Regions from separate parts of the Mus musculus genome. Here region 2 is linked to region 1. A link is a contact called in public HiChIP or PLAC-seq data. All regions are on one chromosome and are shown on one strand. The core of a region is the stretch at or near the end of the contact, and the rest is flanking DNA. Distances in the headings are between cores, read along the strand shown. Region 1 has its middle 27 kb from the start of Gatad2a. Region 2 holds the start of Lpar2 (lysophosphatidic acid receptor 2).

The links. HiChIP or PLAC-seq counts read pairs in DNA pulled down with a chosen protein or histone mark.
Region 2: an H3K27ac HiChIP or PLAC-seq map of extraembryonic endoderm stem cells shows a contact between it and region 1. The contact joins the promoter of Lpar2 here to the enhancer-like site in region 1. A contact is called at or near these places in 6 of 39 promoter capture datasets (the 3T3-L1 cell line, HPC-7-derived erythroid cells, hippocampal neurons and 3 more), 3 of 484 Hi-C or Micro-C datasets (CD8 T cells, effector CD8 T cells and embryonic stem cells), 10 of 115 datasets of contacts at active chromatin or transcription factors (the SCID.adh cell line, effector CD8 T cells, embryonic stem cells and 5 more) and 3 of 9 other capture datasets (adipose tissue, liver and pancreatic islet).

What each region holds. Positions count from the first base shown.
Region 1 is chr8:70,000,070-70,002,945 of GRCm38.p6, forward strand. No RefSeq gene overlaps it. Among named protein-coding and RNA genes, the nearest start is that of Gatad2a, 27 kb to the left of the region's middle. Within about 2 kb of position 1,357, at least 276 of the 459 cell types and tissues checked have an H3K27ac peak or open chromatin away from gene starts, as enhancers often do. A contact at or near this core is called in CD8 T cells, the SCID.adh cell line, adipose tissue and 9 more, where this site is marked.
Region 2 is chr8:69,821,213-69,824,088 of GRCm38.p6, forward strand. Lpar2 (lysophosphatidic acid receptor 2) reads left to right here and starts at 1,353. Exons shown (of 3, transcript NM_020028.3): 1 at 1,353-1,499; 2 at 2,342-2,876. The coding sequence starts at 2,351. It overlaps Gmip (Gem-interacting protein), which reads left to right. Exons shown (of 21, transcript NM_198101.1): 21 at 1-658.

The DNA.
Region 1 (2,876 bases), core at 107-2,606:
AGAGCCAGTGCTACAAAGAGAAACCCTGTCTCGAAAAAAGAAAAAAAAAAAAAAAAAGGAAGGTAGGAAGGAAGAAAGAAAGAAAGAAAGAAAGAAAGAAAGAAGAAAGAAAGAAAGAAAGAAAGAAAGAAAGAAAGAAAGAAAGAAAGAAAGAAAGAAAGAAAGAAGGAAAGAAAGGAAGGAAGAAAGAAAGGCAGGTACACTCAGCTACTGTTATTGGTCTACATCAACTGCTCAACTGTAGTATTACATCTTAACTGACACTTGTATTATTTACATCTCAAATCCAAAAACAATTATAACACGTATTGCTCTTGCAGAGAACCAGATTTCATTCCCAGCGCTCACATGGTGACTCACAACCCTCTATAACTCCAGTTCCAGGAGATCTGGTGCATGTGGTGTGCTTACATACATTTATACACATAAAAAACTTTAAATCTCCAATCCAGCAACATGCTCAAAGGTGAGAAAGCACTATGGTCTCATGGAGAGCATGCTCACATTAGCAATCAAAAATTGGTGCTGGGACCTAGAGAAATGGTTCAGTGATTAAGAGCACTGACTGCTCTTCTGAAAGTCCTGAGTTCAAATTCCAGCAACCACATGGTAGCTCACAACCATCCGTAATGAGTTCTGACCCTCTTCTGGTGCATCTGAAGCCAGCTACAGTGTACTTACATATAATAATAAATCTTTTTTAAAAATTGATAAGCAGTGCATTAGCTAGTGTCCAGCTCAATATATGCCCCCCCCACACACACACACACAACTAAACTACTACTGTACTGGTAAAATAATCCAAATAAATAATCAAAACTTTTGAGACCTAGACAGGGAATGCAATTCAGTTGATAGTGATTGCCCAGTGTGCACAGTGTGCATTCCCGGCCCCACATAAACTAGGTGTGATGGTGCACACCTGTCAGCTCAGAATTTAGGAAATAGAGGCAAGACACTCAGAAATCTAAGGTCATCCTCATCTTCATAGTTCAAGAACAGCCTGGGCTAAGGAAAAAATAATAATCCTAACCCTTTTCTTTGTCTGAAGTGAACTCTCTTTGAAGAGAGACTCCAGGTAGATACTCTAGTGAAATTCCTGAACCTCAGAGCCAAGGGCAGCCTAGTTTTATAATAAAAACTGAAGCAAGAGCCATGTGACTGAAGGATGAGTTTCCTTTCCCTGGTGGAAGCTGATTGCATCTCTTCACCAAGGCGTGGCCCTTCCTGGGTCTGGGGAATCAACTTGACGAACAGGCTGAGTGACATTCACGCCCATATAGGGAAGTGGGAGCTGGCCCAGGCAGCCCCACAGGCGTTAGGAAGGCGGGGCCTCTGCCAGCCAGAGACCTGTGGCTGCTCTCCTGAGAAGTCCCCTCGCACAGAGGAAGCGTTCCACCAGCACTGAGAGTGACCGCTGAGTAATGCCACAGACAGATAGCAAAAAGGTTATAGCCTCCAGGGTCGAGGGCCCAGGTCTGTCCCGGCATAAAGGAGACTGCTGAAGGAAGGATCGTAAATTGAAGGCTAGTCTGAGCTACAGACCCTCTTTTGAGAAACAACACAAAAAACAGGTGCGGTAATAATCGCAGCACTTCAGAAGAGGATCACTGTGAGTCTGAGGATAGCCTGGCTTGCAGAGGAAGGGGAGGGGAAGAGAAAAGGGAAGTGGGCTCTGGAAAGACGGCTTAGTGGCACTTGCTGCTCTTGAGTGTGACCCAAATACCCACTTATGGCAGCTCACAGTCGCCTCTGTGTGCAGCTCCAAGGGATCCAACGCCCCCTTCTGTCCTCTAAGGTCACCTGCAAGGCACATGTGCACAGATAGACACGTTAATAAAAATTAAATATATCTTTATTTTTAAAGGAAAAAAAAAAGAGGAAACGAAGGGAGAACTGTGTGTACTGACCCACCACTGTCACAGCAGCATGTCACGTAAGGATTAAGTTTTTATTTTTGTTTTTTTTTTTTTTTCCGAGACAGGGTTTCTCTGTATAGCCCAAGCTGGAACTCACTTTGTAGACCAGGCTGGCCTCGAACTCAGAAATCTGCCTGCCTCTGCCTCCAGAGTGCTGGGATTAAGGGCGTGCACAACCACGCCTGGCTGGAGGATTAGGAATTTAAGGGTTATCTTTAGCTACATATGGAATTCCAGGAAAGCCTAGGCTACAAGGAAAGGGAGGGTGACAGAAGGAGGGAAGAAAAGAAAGAGGCAAGAAGGGAGGAAGGAAAGAGAAAAGGGAGTTAGGTTAAAGCTATACAGAGTCACTAAAGAGTCTCTAAATGGCTGAGTTGCTTTGCACAGAGCTAAATACCACACCCTGCATCCCTGCAGGCATCTTCATTCATTAGAGTTGACCCAGCTTGTGTGTTGTGTATCTCTAGAATCACTGACCTACTGAAAGCAGCATCCTTTTGAGGGTCTGTGGGCTTGGTCCTGGTTTCCCCAGGGAAGCAAATCATTGTTTTTAGAGGGAAAAAGATCAGGTGCAATGGCACCAACAGGCCGTCGTTCGCACCCCTGTGCTTCCCTAGAGAAAATCAAGCAGACATCTACAAGCTATGGTGGACCACACTGTGCCTTTATTGAGATGAGTTTCTAGAATATACAGAAGCAAAGCCAGACTAAGCCCAGGAGCCCTTTCAGCCAAGCATTTTGTAGACAGGGCCTTAATATATAGCTCAAGCTGCCTGATATTCCTGTCTGTCTCAGCCTCCTATGGGATCACAGGCCTGTGCCACCACACAAAGCTGCTGGCTGAGTTTTTTTAAAAGATTTAAATTTTTAAATATTTAAAATTTATTTATTTATTTATTTTTCCTTTTTTTTTTTTTCTGAGACAGAGTTTCTCTGTAGCCCTGGCTGTCCTGGAAC
Region 2 (2,876 bases), core at 103-2,602, 180 kb before region 1:
ATGGTCAATACAGATCAGTAGATCCTTGGGGACTACCCGAGTCTCTGACCTCTGAGACGGGTGTCTTGACTATTTCAGTCATAATGGCTCCTGGCCCTACTACACTTGCAGCAGTAACAGACTCCCAAGTTAGCAGGTGGCTGCAGCCCAGCCCTGTCTCCTTTTAATTTGTTTGTTTGTTTGTTTGTTTTAAGCTAAGTCTCACTGTGTAGCTCTGGCTGGTCTGGAGCTCCCTTTGTGAGCCACAAATCCTCTGCCTCCCAAGTGCTGGCTAAATCTGTGTTCTTACAACCTCCAAATAAAACCATATCCTGCTGCCGGCAGGAGGGCTGACCGCAGTGGTGCTTGCTGTAAAGCCTCACATTTGTTGGACCTCCCAGAGCCACTTAGTGGAAGGAGAGAGCCCATCCCTACAAATTGTCTGACCTGTGCACATGCACAAATAAAAGAAAATTTTAATTTAAAAAAAAAAATCCGCTGGGCGGTAGTGCCACACACCTCTACTTGATCCTAGCACTCAGGAGATAGAGGCAGGAGGATCTCTGAGTTTTATGCCAGCCAGGTGTACAGAGAAAGTTCCAGGACAGCCAGGGCTACACAGAGAAACCCTGTTTCAGAAAAACAAAATAAAATAAGATAAATCTTGTCTGTTCTTGCACATTTGTCTTTGTGCTGGAATGCTGACAATAAGTCACCAGTAAGAGCAGCGTCTTTAACCCTTTATTAAGGGCCAGATGATGGAACCAAGGCTTCTAAACACACCCTGGGAAACCTACTGGCAATTAGTGTAGGGCCTGGAGCCCAAGATGAGTCACTCAGCTCAGTGTCCCTGATCCGGTTCTACACAATCAAATACAACTCGGTGCAGATAATCGGGACAATGGGGCTGTGTGCTGCGAACCGGGGGAGGTCAGGGGAGGAGGCTGCTGCAGGCTCGAGCCAGCGGCAGGCTGGGGCGAGACTTCGGGAAGCAAGGTAGTGCGGCAGCAGTGGGGCGAGGGTCCAGCCGGGAGATTGACCACGGAACAGTGGGGCGGGGCTTGCAGCTCGGTAAAGGATTGGACAGAAACGGGGGGGGGGGCGCCCGCAGAGCCCCCCCCCCCCCCGCTGTGGATCTTTTCAACTGCCAGGTGACTCAGCCCCAAAGGCGCGAAAGGGCAAGCACGTGAGATGTGCGGGGGGGGGGGGGGGGGGGAGTAGAAAGGGTGCCCCACGTGGGAAAAGGGGGCTGTGGGGAGGCGGTGAAATGACCACAGTTTCAGGAGATCACACTTCCGACGTGGGGGTGGGACTTTCCAGGGGGCGGGACACCCCCAAGGGCCAAGAGCTAAGGCAGGTGGGGGCGTGGCTTTGAGGTCCCGCCTCTCCCGCCTCCTCAGCCGGGGGCTCCAGGAACACCGGACGCTGCTGCGCAACCGCTCGGTTGCCCGGCCATGGGTCTCAGTCCTGCTTCAACCCACCGCGAGCCAGCCCCATCTGCCGCTTGACTGGATGTGCAGGTAAGACCAACACCAACCGGTTTAGGGTGGGTGCAGGCCACCGAAGAAAGCGAGGCGGGGCCCCCTCTTCTCCACAATCCTTCTCCTAGCCCAGGGTTGTCTGCAATACCCTCTTTTGTCCTGGAGGCCTTCTTGGCCCTCAGTCCCACCCAGGAATGGACTGCTTTCAGAGCTCTTGCGCGGAATCCTGCCTGTAACTCAACTTCTGGGCGGTCTCTGTCTACTCTGCTCGCGCTAAGTCCCCTCAGTGCCTTGGCATTGCCCTCCGGGTGTTGACCACGGACCTCGCTCTGGTGTGCACACACCCCCTGGCCTCTGCACTGTGCAAGGACCCTGGCACAAGTTTGATCTTCTTAAGGCTAACCCCAGCAGCTCACTCCGCCTTTGTGCTGCCCCAGCCAACCCACCCACGCCCATTGAAAACCACAGGTGTCCAACCCAGTCACGGATTAGTGGCACGTGGCACTGAATTGCAATGTGGATGCATTTGCTCTGGGTTCTTAAGATTTAAAAAAGAAAAGAAAAGCCGATCAGAAAACCGTTTTAAATTGTTATGCCAGCATTCAGCAGAGGCTAGTGGATCTCTGATTTTGAGGCCAGTGTGGTCTCAAAGCAAGTTCTAGGTCAGTTGGGATGCATCGAGAGACCCTGCTTTATGAGTAAATAAATAGAAATTGCTTTTTAAAGGTCACTTTGGCCTTCAGCACAGACTTCTTGCACAGAGGGCCTCTGATCCTGTAGGTTGCACTCACCCAATCTTGATTCTAGTCTCTGGCCACTGCTTTGTTCAAGTGCCCTTCCATCAGGGGCCACCTGCACTGATCTGTCTTCTGTATCCACAGGCAGCCATCATGGGCCAGTGCTACTACAACGAGACCATCGGCTTTTTCTATAATAACAGCGGCAAGGAGCTCAGCCTTCACTGGCGCCCCAAAGATGTGGTGGTGGTGGCCCTGGGGCTGACAGTCAGTGTGCTGGTATTGCTGACCAATCTGCTGGTTATTGCAGCCATCGCCTCCAACCGACGCTTCCACCAGCCCATATACTACCTGCTTGGCAACTTGGCTGCGGCTGACCTCTTCGCTGGCATGGCCTACCTCTTCCTCATGTTCCATACTGGCCCACGCACTGCCAGGCTCTCCATCAAAGGCTGGTTCCTGCGACAGGGCCTGCTGGACACCAGCCTCACGGCGTCAGTGGCCACACTGCTGGCCATCGCTGTGGAACGGCACCGCAGTGTGATGGCGGTACAGCTACACAGCCGCCTGCCCCGGGGCCGTGTGGTCACACTCATCGTGGGTGTGTGGGCGGCTGCACTGGGTCTGGGGTTGCTACCTGCACACTTCTGGCACTGCCTCTGTGACTTGGACAGTTGCT